Regions from separate parts of the Mus musculus genome. Here all the other regions are linked to region 1. Evidence: chromatin contacts called from public HiCAR-type and promoter capture Hi-C data. All regions are on one chromosome and are shown on one strand. The core of a region is the stretch at or near the end of the contact, and the rest is flanking DNA. Distances in the headings are between cores, read along the strand shown. Region 1 holds the start of Parp8 (poly (ADP-ribose) polymerase family, member 8). Region 2 has its middle 110 kb from the start of Gm25985. Region 3 overlaps Itga1 (integrin alpha 1). Region 4 has its middle 35 kb from the start of Gm25985. Region 5 holds the start of Itga1 (integrin alpha 1).

Evidence for each region. Promoter capture Hi-C pulls out the DNA fragments that hold promoters and counts their contacts. HiCAR-type assays count read pairs that join an accessible place to other places.
Region 2: a contact with region 1 is called in a promoter capture Hi-C map of second pharyngeal arch cranial neural crest. The contact joins the enhancer-like site here to the promoter of Parp8 in region 1. A contact is called at or near these places in 12 of 39 promoter capture datasets (the 3T3-L1 cell line, 3T3-L1-derived adipocytes, the C10 cell line and 9 more) and 1 of 115 datasets of contacts at active chromatin or transcription factors (astrocytes).
Region 3: a HiCAR-type map of astrocytes shows a contact between it and region 1, with 6 times the contacts expected there. The contact joins the enhancer-like site here to the promoter of Parp8 in region 1. A contact is called at or near these places in 6 of 39 promoter capture datasets (cranial neural crest, embryonic stem cells, frontonasal cranial neural crest and 3 more) and 3 of 115 datasets of contacts at active chromatin or transcription factors (astrocytes, embryonic stem cells and large pre-B cells).
Region 4: a contact with region 1 is called in a promoter capture Hi-C map of liver, with 2.6 times the contacts expected there. The contact joins the enhancer-like site here to the promoter of Parp8 in region 1. A contact is called at or near these places in 5 of 39 promoter capture datasets (the 3T3-L1 cell line, cranial neural crest, liver and 2 more) and 1 of 115 datasets of contacts at active chromatin or transcription factors (stem cell-derived neural progenitor cells).
Region 5: a contact with region 1 is called in a promoter capture Hi-C map of embryonic stem cells, with 5 times the contacts expected there. The contact joins the promoter of Itga1 here to the promoter of Parp8 in region 1. A contact is called at or near these places in 16 of 39 promoter capture datasets (the 3T3-L1 cell line, the C10 cell line, cranial neural crest and 9 more), 2 of 484 Hi-C or Micro-C datasets (B cells and cerebral cortex) and 8 of 115 datasets of contacts at active chromatin or transcription factors (astrocytes, embryonic stem cells, epiblast stem cells and 5 more).

Annotation. Positions count from the first base shown.
Region 1 is chr13:117,024,111-117,026,810 of GRCm38.p6, forward strand. It overlaps Parp8 (poly (ADP-ribose) polymerase family, member 8), which reads right to left and starts at 1,421. Exons shown (of 27, transcript NM_001081009.2): 1 at 1,255-1,421; 2 at 1,066-1,167; 3 at 65-119. The coding sequence starts at 1,156.
Region 2 is chr13:115,220,216-115,222,915 of GRCm38.p6, forward strand. No RefSeq gene overlaps it. Among named protein-coding and RNA genes, the nearest start is that of Gm25985, 110 kb to the left of the region's middle. Within about 2 kb of position 1,431, at least 6 of the 459 cell types and tissues checked have an H3K27ac peak or open chromatin away from gene starts, as enhancers often do. A contact at or near this core is called in second pharyngeal arch cranial neural crest, where this site is marked.
Region 3 is chr13:115,078,748-115,081,447 of GRCm38.p6, forward strand. All of the region lies in intron 1 of Itga1 (integrin alpha 1), which reads right to left. Among named protein-coding and RNA genes, the nearest start is that of Pelo, 10 kb to the right of the region's middle. Within about 2 kb of position 1,449, at least 7 of the 459 cell types and tissues checked have an H3K27ac peak or open chromatin away from gene starts, as enhancers often do. A contact at or near this core is called in astrocytes, where this site is marked.
Region 4 is chr13:115,149,486-115,152,185 of GRCm38.p6, forward strand. No RefSeq gene overlaps it. Among named protein-coding and RNA genes, the nearest start is that of Gm25985, 35 kb to the left of the region's middle. Within about 2 kb of position 1,361, at least 5 of the 459 cell types and tissues checked have an H3K27ac peak or open chromatin away from gene starts, as enhancers often do. A contact at or near this core is called in liver, where this site is marked.
Region 5 is chr13:115,100,666-115,103,365 of GRCm38.p6, forward strand. It overlaps Itga1 (integrin alpha 1), which reads right to left and starts at 1,299. Exons shown (of 29, transcript NM_001033228.3): 1 at 806-1,299. The coding sequence starts at 866.

The DNA of each region.
Region 1 (2,700 bases), core at 171-2,670:
ACCAGGAACAAAGGAAACACAAGCGTGTGAACAGGAAATGAAGCAACTCTATACACATAAATACCTTTTGGGGCCGCCAACGTAGGTGAAAGTAAAGGTGGAGTCTGAGTATCTGAAATCTGAAACGGAAAGTCGTGTTATAAGCCACCCCATGTGTTGTTTTTAACCCCAATTCTGTCTTGAACCTACACTTTTGTGTGAGCCTAGGAGGCCCGATGGGGAGGGAAGCAAAGGCTGGAGAGCTAGGGGCCGCCAGCAGGGTGGTGCAGGAGGGGATGCGGAGCACCCCGTGGGGTGCAGCGGGAGGCCGCCCCCCGCAACAAGTGCCGGGTGCCATGGCAACAGCGGGAAATTCCCAGCCAAGCAGCCGGAAGCAGCCCCTGGCAGGCTTCGGGCTGCGAAGCCCGAACTGCCCTCGGCCTTGGATGGGGGGGTGGGAGGACGGGGAGCAAAGATGGACGCAAAGCGACCCCCAGGTTGGGCCTGCGTAGCTCGGGAACCCCGGGAATCCATCCATCCCTTCCCCGGGGCGGTGTCCTGCGCGCTCGCCGAGGAGCGGGTGCAGCGGAGGGGGCGGGAGCTCGGCCCAGCGCTGCCTTCTCCCGGGGCCTCGGCGCCTGGCGGGAGCAGCGCAGCGCAGCGCAGCGCAGCCGGTCCCTTCCCGGCCGCCGCCGCTCGGCCGATGGCGCAAAGCCGCCGGGCTCTAGCCCGCCCCGCTCGGCCACGGCTGCCGAAGCCGGGAGGCAAAGCTCGGATGCTCTGGGCACCGCCAATGGCTGGAACCCAGCGCCCGGCCCCTGCACTCTGATCGCGCGGGTCCTGCCCCAGGAGCCGGAGACTGCCCTGGCCTGGTGGGGTTTTTTGGGGGGGAGGGGGGTGGCTCGTGCCCCCCTCCTCTTTGGGTTTCAGCTCACGCCGCTGCAGCTATTTCCAAATGCACCCGGAATGGGGACTTGCCGCCCCACACTCCCAAGCTACACGCGTCGCGGTCAGAAATCTGGGCAATGGGGGTAGACAGAGGGGAGGCTGACTCCTGGTCCCAGGATCCGAGAGGCAAGAACTCACCTGCAAACAGGCAGTCTTTCTCGGCTCTTGACTTCTGGATCACGACGTCGATATCCTTCTGAATTCTCTCTTGCCTTGAACACATCCCCATTAAATAAATCCCTGGAAAAGAAGCAGCCGCTATTTCCACTCCACCCCACCCCCCTCGCACGCTTCCAGCTTTCGTAAATATTCAGTTAAAAATGAAACCTCTGGCCGAGGCAGGGGCTGAAGGCGAAGTGGTTTCGGAAGTGATCCCGGGTGAGAGAGGAGGAGGAGGTGGAGGAGGAGGAGGAGGAGGAGGTCGGCTTTGCATTCCCAGATGTGACCGCCCAGCTGCTGCTCGCCGCTGCTGGATTCCAATTTCCTCCTGTTCTGACAATGGATGGTGATGACACGGAGTCTCACTTTCTCCCTCCCCCCCCACCCCCGCCCGGACTGACGGCCGTAGGAAAACGAGGGGCCCGAAGGGGGCCGGGGACCGCTGGAGAGCGATCGGCAGCTGTGGAGCGGCAGGCGCCGGAGAGGGGCGAGCCCCGCTCCGACTCACGCGCGCACACCCCTCGCGGCCCGCACGCCGGCCTTCCCACACCCGCGCACACTCGCGCCCGCGGGCGGCGGCCGTGCCCAGGCTGCTGCAGCGCCGCCCGCCAGCCGCAGACCCTCCCGCACCCGCCGCGGGTCACCGGGCCCGGCTGCGCGCCGCTGGGGCTTTAATAGTATCCGCCATCCGCGCAGGCTGGATTTCCCCACCCCCGACTGCCACTCGAGCCGGGAGCTGAGTGACAGTGTAGGTAGTGAAGACTCCCTGGAGCTCCCAGCCTCTCCCGCACCACCACCACCACCCCTCCTCTTTCCACCACTTTTATGAATTCGACTCCACTTTCAGAAGGAATTATGAGTCATATGGAAACCCAAGCCGGAGTGGCTGGGAGGAAGAAAGAGGGGGAAAAGAAAAAAAAATCTTTACGAATTAAAAATAAAGTGAACAAGTCTTTCCTTGTAATCACATCAGGCAAAGGGAGAAAGGCTGGAGATCACTCTAGGAGGACTCTCCCATTTCCTTATTGCCTTCTTTTTTGGTGGTGAGGTGATGGGGGTTCTTTTATTGTTTTGCTTTGCTTTTGCTTCTCAGGGTGGTTTGTTTGTTTGTTTGTTTGTCCCAGGTTTGAGAAGCTCTTTTGAAAATGAAGCCCTTTCTAGACTCCAAAGACTCTTGTTCTTCCTTTCCAGCTCTGTTCATAAGAAATTGGCCTGAGGGGACTCCCTAAGTCAGGGATACCTGGCTTGGGTCTTATTCAAAACCTCAGCCTTCTGTGGGCTGAGGCAAGGGAAAGTTTCTCCAGCCCTAATACCTTGCGCAACAAGGAAAACCATACTGTCCGCTCTCTATTGCCCTGCTTTAAGCTTATGATGGTTGGTCCACCTTTTCTGCCGCAAGGAACCTGAACCCGCTCCACCAAGCTCTTTTCTTTAGCATCGTTTCTGAGAAGTGTCCCCCAGGCAGACCATAGGTATATTGTTTTGCATTCTAAGACCAAGCAGTGTCTGGAATATAGGAGGTGTTATCAATCATGTTGTCCGGAACCTTTTAATCTTCCCGATAGGAATAGTGAGTAGGGGAAGCTTTTCCTGTGCTGGCAAGCCTGAGTCAGT
Region 2 (2,700 bases), core at 181-2,680, 1.8 Mb before region 1:
GTAAATCAGAACAAATGTTTTCTTTCTTTCTTTCTTTCTTTCTTTCTTTCTTTCTTTCTTTCTTTCTTTCTTTCTTTCTTTCTTTCTTTCTTTCTTTCTTCCTTCCTTCCTTCCTTCCTTCCTCTCCCTCTCTCTCCCTCTCTCTCTCTCTCTCTCTCTCTCTCTCTCTCTCTCTCTTTCTTTCTTTCTTTTGGGTATTTATTTCATTTACATTTCCAATGCTATCCCAAAAGTCCCCCACACGCTTCCCCACCTTCTAATCGACGACACAATGCATCTACACATACGAAAAATCCTCTGTTCCTTTTCATTCAAGCTAAAGTTATATCAGCCTTTAGATTAGACCAGAGCCACAGTGTCATGAAGGTTTTCCAGGGTCGATTTTATTTTAGTTTTGGCAGAAAACCCTGTTAGAAAAGGAGAGGTAGGCTTCTTGAACTACAGCCTTCAGCATTTTCTGAGGCTGCTGTTCTTCTTACCCGAGTCCCTGCACTTTGAGTCTATTTACGGGTTAGCTTCCATGTTGAGTGTGAGAAACTAGAGGGATCATTTCCCTACCTCTACTCTTTCCCGGGCTGAATGGGACTTGAAAAGAGGAGGAAGCCGTTTCTCATTATTACTTAGATCTTAAGGCAACGACTCAGTCTTCATCTTGTGAAACAATTAGCTTGCATTTATAATCTTCATCACTTCCTTTAACTCTGCAACTTGATGTCTTGGTTGTGAGCCTTGACTTTAATAAATGATCCAGCTCTCGAGTCCAACTCTCCTAGCAAGACACTTTACGTCTTGGGTTGCCAAAGATGCCTTTATAGTTAAGAAAAAAATCTTTTATTTTGTGCAATATTAACAGCAAAGTGGATACTTCAAGCATTTATGCTTTTTTTTAGATGAAATGATCACCCTCCATTTCTTATATGATTGTATTTGATCAGTGTTGTTTATGTGGATGCTTTAATCATTGAACCTTTATTCACTGAAGTTCTTTATAATCTAATCTACAAAATAGACACACATCTGTTCAGTTCTACCACCACCTTTTAAAAAACATCTTTGTCTTTGCAAAGCCCTCTATTTCCTCTGGCAGATGCTGAAAGTATTAATGGTGGCCAAGAGGCTTCTGTCTCTTAATGAGTAGCAGGTGTGGTAAGAAAGCCTTATTATTTATCACTTCCTCAACAGGACACTGTTCTATGCTTGTAAGACATTTACGCTCTTCTCCATCAATGCTGTCTTTATTTCCTATGGAGTATCTCTGTGTCTAAAATGAATGTTACACTTCACACTAAACCTTGACATTCACCACCTCAGAGACTACCTTCACCTACCGTGCACAGTAATGGGGTCAGCTAGAGGAACTCTACTAATGTTTCCCAGATTTGGGATTATTTGAGGTCACGGGGTAAGGGAGTGGGTGGGAAGGGAGGCTACAGAGGAAGGAGATGACTATATTTCTCGATTGAGCTTTTGTTTCTGATCTTTGGTGTGTGAATAGAAACCTTTCCCATAGATCGGCTGCTCCAGATGGATTGGAGCTGGTCCATTTGGTTTTCTTTGTTTGATGTTCTGCTGAGATTAATGAGAAAAACACCTCTTTGGATATGGGATAGTTCCATATCTTAAGGCTGAATCCATTGTCCCCAGCATGAAGAGTCATTAATTGGTATTAACTATATTTCTTTGAAACTGCAGAGTTTAGATTCTGATACACACCTGCTTAAGGTTCTCCCATTATGCTCAGACCTTTCAGGGATTATGTTTAATGGTACACACAAAATTTGAAAAGTTTTATTTTTACTTCTTACTTATGTTTATGTGTGTCTGCATATGTGTGTGGTATATCCATGCAGGCATGAAGAGTATATCATAACTACTGATTCTGGGATTATAGACAGTTTTAAACTGTTTACCATGCATGCCCAGAAATGAACTCAGGCCCTCTGGAGGAGCAGCAAGTGCTCTTAACATCTGCATGCTCTTTCCAGTCCCTTGCTCTATATACAATTTATAAAAAGAGTAATAATTTTAAATTGTAGAAAACTTCATTCACATGATCTTTGGGCTTCAGGTGTCCTGAAGAAGTCTAGGATTTAGAGTTTAAATGGTCTACATTTCTTGGTTTGATCTCAAATAACCTTTGAAGAAAGTGACCTAAGGTTTTATAGCCAAGATAATGTTAGATGAAGCAAGTGAAACTTCATATGCAACACTGACTTCATGAATGTCTCAAGACAGCTTTCAGATATGCAAGAATTGATTGGATTGCTGTTGCCTTTGTTCTGACTACTTTTCCATTCTAATTAATTATCTCATGCACATCTAAGGTATGCTTAAAAAAACCCCACAGTATCTATAGAAACCATTTGCTATATAGGTGGTTCTAAGACTATTCAAGTGTTTCTTTACAAAGCAAAGATAACGTTTGTTAAAAGCAAATAAGAGTGAGCAGCAAAGTAGAAGTTTCCTGGAGGAGTGTGAGTTCACCATCTCAGGACTGGGAATTCATCGTCACATGGCAACGATGACAATGACATGTACTTTAAAGGTTACTAATGTGTTCATCAGTTCAGTCTAATATTCATGGCTATCATGTATCTTCTCCATTGTCCTATGAAATAATCTAAAAAAACATTTTAAACTTTGAAGTTTTTAATAGTTTTATTTTCTAATATGAACAGTTATTTACTACTTTTGTTTCAG
Region 3 (2,700 bases), core at 199-2,698, 1.9 Mb before region 1:
GGGCTCACTGCCTTCTATTGTCCATTTCTGTCATTATTGGGGTCTAAAAGAAGGTGGTGATCACACTCTCTCTGTGCTCTCAGTGACATCTATCAGCTATGATTATATGATGTACCTATCATGAACATCATAACTCAGAGGTGGTCTGCCATGTCCCTCCACATCAGTCACCAGAGTGAGCAGCTTCCTCTCCTTGCCCTTTGTACTGTGAGGTGAGACATACTTCTGTGCCCAGCTATAAAGGTCTGAAAACTGAGAACTACGTTCATATCCCATCCCCATCTCAACCTAAGTCCCATGGAGGCCTCCTACTGATCTGCTCCATACACCGCCTTTGATGGAGACTTTGGTAAGAATTTCTGGCAGAGGAGACACAAGGCACTTTTTGTCACATTCCCATGGCTACTGTGTTATCTCGATTGTATATGTGGTTTTAAAAAAGAGATAGCAATAGAAGGAACAAAACTCAGTTAATTGAGCTCTTATCAATTCCCAGTTGCTTTTTGTGTAAATATGTTTTTACAATTTTTTTTCAATTCCTAGGAAAATTGTATTGTTATTCCCTTTTATAAACTAAAGCTCATGACACTGAACTTGAGGATTGTGAAGGCAACGTGACTTGCCCAACATTCTAGAGCCCACAGCCAATGTCCTCACCACACCAAGTTAGTAGAGAAACATTTAAAAGCTGGACTGGTACCAACAACCATCTTTTCACATGGTTCCAAACAGTTCTGACATCCCCCTGTTCCCAACGAGACTGTTATCCATTCTATGCAACAGAAGAGTATTATATTCTTGTTCTATGTGACGAAATTTTTGCATCTTCAAAATATTCTAAATTCTCTCTTTTGAGGAATAGAAACTTGTTTCTCTAGTTTTGAAACCCCCCCTACTGGAACTCACATGTACAGTAAAAAAAAAATTATTGTTATTTACAAACTTCTCAGTATTACTCTTGTGAAGATATTATAGCAAATTAAAAAATACATAGAAGCAGCCAGTATACTTTAATGAGGGATTAAAGTATGTTTCTCTTGCCAAGTGCTTGATGCTGCCTTTTCTGCAATGTTTATGTCCCCTTCCCTTTCCTTGCCAGAGAGCTAATTCACGCTGAGACCATACAGAACATATTAAGGACAACTGACTTGTCGGGGATGACACCTCCCAGGTTCAACTTGGACACAGATAAGAAGCAATTGCAGAGCTTTCAAAACATGTAGGTGCCTAGGCTCCTTTTCCCAAATATTCTGCTTCATTTAGGCATCAGGATGGTTGGAAAACTCTGTAGGTACCTGATACGGTCCACTTTGAGAAATCATAGGTCAACTGCAAGGAACATTGCAATCAAAACCAAGCCATGTGTTTCCCAGTGGCCTGCTTCTCTGGGAGAGCATGCAGAGATGATAGGGAAGAGAGAACAAGAAGCATGGAGGCAGGACCCTGCAGCTTGGCAGGCCATTGGAATGTGGCAAACTATTCAAAGAAATAGCTGCAAACCTCAAGATTCTTGCGTGCCAGTTGACAACTGGTTTAAACAACTTTCCCCATCATATTTGAGTTCAAGTGCCCCCCAACAGCTTTGGAAATATGGGAGTGTTTGGCAAAACATTTCAAGTCACTGACCCCCCAGCCCTGGAATTTGCTCCTAACAGGCTCTGCTCCTCTGCAGCCAGCCAAACCCAAAGTTTGGCAGCTCTTGGAAAATGGTACAAAACAGATTGTTTTTTAAGTCTAAGTCAGTAAAATTTTATTTTTACACAGCTTATAAAATAACCAGTAGTTACTGTTACTGCTCCAAGCATAGTCAGCGAGGCCTACAAGACCATGAAACCAAGGGCCACTCTTCTGTAATGCATACCCCTCCCCTCCTTGGTGATAGCATCCTTCATTCATAATGATTGGTACCAGTCATAGAGCCCCACACCAGCACACCCACAGTGATGTCCTGAAGGTGTTATAGGACTGGGCATAGCCTATACTAGTGACGGTGCTGCTTGAATTGAGGCCATAGTAGCCAAATATTCCCACCTTTGTCTAAGCTTATATACAATCTTGGGGTGGCCCAGGGCACCCCCCCCCCTCTTTCACAGGTTGTAATCCAATGGGCCACCTTACTCACAGGCTGCTCTCCTATTAAACCAGTGGCAAAGGTCTCATTCAGTTCTAACAGCCTACAATCCAAATCTTTCCATGGTCCTTGTCACCATAGACCCAGCTGGTATATAACTTTCTCTCTGTTCTGTGACAATTGGACTCTGAAATCCTGTTCAGCTCTGGGGAAGAGCCACCAACCAACAGGAGGTCACCACAACTGCCACACTGCCCGTCCCTATTCATTTTTTAAAGGGGCGTGAGTGTGCGTGTATGTGTGTGTGTGTGTGTGTGTGTGTGTGTGTGTGTGTACATTGACATGCAATTATCCCCAGACACTAGCACAGGGAGTCAGGTCCCCTGAAGCTGGAGTTACAGTTGTAAGCTGCCTGATGTGGGTGCTGGGAACCTTTAGTCCTCTGCAAGAGCACAAAGCTTCTGAGTCCTAAGACTCGGCAGAAGAGTCATCTCCTCTTTGCTGTGCTACAGAGAAGTAAGCCAAACTCACTCTTCTAGTTTAGGAGGTTTTGTGTGTGTGTGTGTGTGTGTGTGTGTGTGTGTGTGTGTGTGTGTGTGTGTGTGTGTGTGTGTGTGTGAGAGAGAGAG
Region 4 (2,700 bases), core at 111-2,610, 1.9 Mb before region 1:
TCTTAGGTCCTGGGAAGAATATAACTATATTCCTTGCCAGAACATAACACAAACCATCTCTAGACTATATCCCATTTGAATTCTTGTCTATAAGCAGTGTCTCTGTTGTTCATAAGTTTCTTGACTTGCTGATCTTCCAGAATGCCCTAAAACCTTTGCTATGGCACTTGGGGCTTTTCTAGTCTGTGATTCCTAACTACTTCACATTCCTTTTGTGAACTGGTATCAAAGGTTTATGAACCTTTATCCAATTTATCATAGCAACAGCTCCACTCCTTCACACTGGTTTTCTATATTAATTACCATATTTGATAACTGTGATCAAATACTTGACAAGAAGCAACTTAAGTGGGGAAGGGCTTGTTTTATCCTACATTCTAAGCAAGGATAGAATCCGTTGTCTTGGGACAGGCATGGCAGTCAGAATATGAGGTGTCTGGTAACATTGCACTCACAGTTACAAATCAGAGCGAGAACAGGAACGTGGTACTACACTAAGAAATGTCCCAACCCAATGTCCCCTTTCTCTATCAAGCGTCAATTAAAGGCCCATTTCCAGATTGGGACCGTGTGACCCAAACACTATTTTATAGGGGATAGATATTTCAACATTAAAACCACAATCACTAAATAGACTATTTCCTCTTTTGACTTGTTAAATTTATTGCTTATTCAGTATTTACAATAGCTGCTCTCATTATGACATTTTTCACAGAGTTTAGATCACTGGCATCCACATAAATGCCAAGTACAGCGAGGATATAGCTGTAAACCAGCACCAGGGAGGCAGAGGCAGGGAGATCCTTAGAAGTCACTGGCGAGCCAGCTCCCCTGAATCTGTGAGTTCCATGTCCTATGAAATGCTCTATTTAAAAAGCAAAACAACAACAACAACAAAAAAAAAAAGGCACAGAGTGACTGAAAATTTACCAAGCATCAACACCAGATGGCCACAGACACATAATCACATAATCACATGCACTTACATGCACACGCGCTCACACACATGGATACATGCACACACATGTATGTTACACTCACTCATACACATGCACACTCAAGGACTCATATTATTTTCTGATAATAAGCCTAGTAATGAGAATCAGACCTATCTGGTTATCAACCACTGAACTTTATGTATGTTAGAATATCAAATAAGCAACCAGTATTCTGAATTCACAAGCTCCACTCCGGGCACTCTAACTGAATGAAAAAAAAAATATCACCTTGAATATATTTTACTCTATTTCCCTTTCTTACTTGTTTGACATGGCTTTGCTCTGGTTTTAGCTTCTAAGAATGTGAATATTTGGCACATCTCCCAGTTACATTTGGCCTTTTGCAAGTTGAGTGTTCCTCAGAACTTCCTTCCTCTCCACCCATGCCAATTAATCCAGCAATAGTTTACTAAGTAATATGTCTGTAGTCTCCTATGTTTTGTTCAACAGCTACTTTTAGGGCATCTATGATAGCCAGACCCCATTCTATTCCCTGGAAATTATAGAAGTGAACAAGATGGTATTTCCTTTAATGAACCTTCTGGGGCTGGAGAGATGGCTCAGTGGTTCAGAGTACTGACCGCTCTTCTGGAGTTCTTGAGTTCAATTCCCAGAAACCACGTGGTGGCTCACAACCATCTGTAATGGGATCTGATGCCCTCTTCTGGTGTGTCTGAAGACAGTTACTATTGTATACTCATAAAAGTAAATAAACCTTTGAAGAACCTTCTGGTGTTGAGGTCTATAAAAAGTAAAACTTCAACTCTGTTGGCCTACTTATATATCACTTGCTTCCAGAATAATATCTCAACTATTTCAGTAACCTAAGATTCCCTTTTTATATTTAATTTTTGTTGTTGTTATTGTTGACATGTGTGTATGCATGTGAGACCTGTGGTGTATGAGTGTTAGAGTATGTATGCAAGTTCTATGTGTGCATGTGGAAATGCTTGTGAAGGTCAAAGGACAAACTTCCAGTGCTGGTCTTCAACTCTTCACTTGAGACCAGGTCTCTCTGAAACTGCATAGGTCAAGCTAGCTGGACTAGAGATATCCATCTAGTTGTCTGAAGCAGCCTATCACATCTTGGTGGGTAGCAATGGGATTTTAGATGTTGGGCTGGTTTATGGGTTCTGAGGATCTGAACCCAGGATGTCAGGATTCTGTGGCAAGTGCTTTTTAGCTATTAAGCTAAGCCTTCCCAGAAATTCTCTTGTTTTTAACCAAGTGAGACATTTAAAAGTTAAAAAGGCTGGAAGTTTCCTGTTAAACACCGGCAGTTTCTTCTTCCCTATCTAGCTCAGTTCCAGTTCCATGTCCAAGGGTGTGGTGTTCAACTTTTGCAGTTTTTCCCATTATCTCCTTAATATTTATAAATAATATTTTAAAGTAATATTTTGTTTCCATTACTGTTTATTATTAACTTTTAAATTATATACACTTATGAAATTCAGTATGCTATTATCATACAGATGTATAATATTCACAGATGGAAGCTAAATCCTTACTGTCAACTCTTGTCTGGTTCTTATCCTCCAGACATCACTAGCCTACTTTCAGTTCAACATTTTTTTAAGCTTCTTAAAAAAATGAAAGCCAACATGACAGCCTACAAGTGGTGCTTGCTCTTGCGTATCTAGCTTATTTTATTTAATGTAATATTTTATAGTTCCATCTGTTTTGCCACATTGCAGGATTTCTC
Region 5 (2,700 bases), core at 49-2,548, 1.9 Mb before region 1:
TAACTGGCCCTATGTAATAGTCCAATGTGAAATTAACTAGTTAGGCACGCCAACAGTGAAAACAATCAGGCAATTGAATATCATGTCCTGTTAAAGAAAGCTACTAATTGAAGAACTAAAGAAGTGATAAACTGTGCTTAAATCCTTTCACTTGGACACCAGCTCAGTTTCCCTCCCCAACTGGTAACTACAATAAAGGCTGTGAGCTTAGCTACTGTTAGGGAAATCGGAAATGTCCCCACATTTCTCTCAGTTGAATAGAACACTGCAGTATCTTTTAAGAAGGTACTGCACCTTCTTAAGAAACGCATTTGTATTTGAAAGACAGCACTGCGACATTTGGGTGCTAAACATTCAATTTCAAAATGTTCCGCCTCTTAGGAGCTAACGTAGAAACGTCATATTGGGACAAGAAGTAGATTTGTCTGGCATGCCTGTCTTTCCTTGTTCTTTGGCAGAGAAGGTCCTAAGTATTAAAAAGGAAGAAAATGCTATCAAGTTCACTTCTGAGCAACCCTAGGGCAGGAACTTTGCACACTAATCAGACGCCTCCGGTTACTCTCTCCCTTGCAATAATTCAAATGCCTAAAACACAACGCACAACTTAAAAACAACTTTAATTAGAAATGCCAGATGTACTTGGAAAGTTCTCAGCACCTCCTCCCTCACGCGGGCGCTACCTTCAGTCCTTTGAACTGACAGCTGTACCTGAGGTCCCCTCTGGTTTGCCCTTCTGCTATGTGTGTCACCCCTCACCAAAGCCCCAAGCCCCACCAGAGATGCTCAGGAAAGCAGGGTCGCTCACCGGTGAGAAGCCAGATGCAGGCTACAGTGACCTCTAGGCTAGCAGGACGCCTGGGGACCATTGCTGGAGTGGCTGCTGGAACCAGCGACGTACTGGTTCGTGGGCAGGAGCTGGCAGGAACAGGCAGAAGCCAGGCGCCGGCGACTTGCGCTCTGGGTCACTCGGTGCGGTCTCCGCGGGTGTCCGGCAGCGGCCCCAGCGGCTGCAGCGCCCTGGAGCGGTGGAAGAGTAATTTCCTGTGTTTTGGTCGAATGCTGCTAAGCCCGCTCCACGCTTCTCAGATCCCAGATGGATTGCCACATCTCCCGCCCCTTTGCGCTCAAGTCTCTGAAATCTCACTGGCAGCCACCCAGGCTCTGTCCGAGACATGGACAAATAAAGCCAACTTCGCGGGACCGTGTTTAGGCTAAAGTCCACAGGCAGCAGCAAAGCAAACCTTAAAGGGACATCTGCCTTTCACTGAGAGGGCGATCTTGCTTCACGAACCAAATCCCAAAGGTGGTTGGAAGGCGGGGCTGGACATTCAGGAGGGTGTCGCCAGTCTAGTAGCCCCGCCTTCGCACCCCAGGACTTCTCCCGGATCTGGGTAGAAAGGGTACTTTCAAAGTGCCCGGGCTTTTACTCCTTGCTGGGAGGCTGCTTTCCTGTGTCCAGCTGCGCAGAATGGATCAGACTCGCAAGGAAGTTAGCCCTTTTATGCTAGCGGACTCAGGAACTTGGCCTTGGAGCCTTCTCGCCTCCAGGCATCCTGGCCACCGGCAAGCTTCTCGGAGGGCTTTCCTTTAAGTTACAGAGAGCTTGCCTCTTTTAGAAGACTCCTGATTAAAGGCAGTTGTAGATAAAGGGTTTTGATGGGGAAATCACAGTAAGACAGCCAGGAAAAAGGGAGAAACTAGACTGGGGGTGGGGAAGGAAGAGTTAGGGAAAGGGGGTGGGGAGGAAGGCAGTCTCCCTTGAAATGGAATGTGGACTATTTTGTCTAAGCTAAATTAGGATGTTTGAACGTTGAGAACTTGCTCTAATAGAAGCCAAGGTATTGTTTTAGGTTTTGTTTAGTTTTCTCCTTCTCCTTCTCCTTCTCCTTCTCCTTCTCCTTCTCCTTCTCCTTCTCCTTCTCCTTCTCCTTCTCCTTCTCCTTCTCCTTCTCCTTCTCCTTCTCCTTCTCCTTCTCCTTCTCCTTCTCCTTCTCCTTCTCCTTCTCCTTCTCCTTCTCCTCCTCCTCCTCCTCCTCCTCCTCCTCCTCCTCCTCCTCCTCCTCCTCCCCCTTCTCCTCCTTCTCCTCCTGGCTTCCTGTGCCTGGTCACTCATGATCCCTTCTAGCTTCAACAAATATGTGTCATTTTCAAGTGGCTTAGCACTTTTGAGAATTTCAAAGAAGAGGAAGGAATGGATGAGTGGGGTTTGTGGTTAGAGCCCCTTGCAGAAATCAGTCCAAGTTAGCAAATACTGGGACATCCCTGTCCAGAGCAGGACAAAGTAGGAGAAGGGTGCCACCCAAAGGAGGACCCACTGTCTAGACTACAAGGCAGGGAGCATAGATAGGGACTGGGAGTGGGGAGGGCTGAAGAAGCACACAGGTATCACTAAGTAAACTGCCAAATAGAGAAATACAGAAGCGACAAGGGGAAAGGACAAATGTTAAAGAAGTCTGGTGGCACACGCCTTTAATCCCTGCACTTGGGAGGCAGAGGCAGGCGGATTTCTGAGTTCGAGGCCAGCCTGGTCTACAAAGTGAGTTCAAGGACAGCCAGAGCTATAGAGCTATATAGAGAAACCCTGTCTCAAAAAAACAAGAAGAAGAAGGAGGAGGAGGAGGAGGAGGAAGGAGGAGGAGGAGGAGGAGGAGGAGGAGGAGGAGGAGGAGGAGGAGGAGGAGAAGGAGAAGGAGAAGGAGA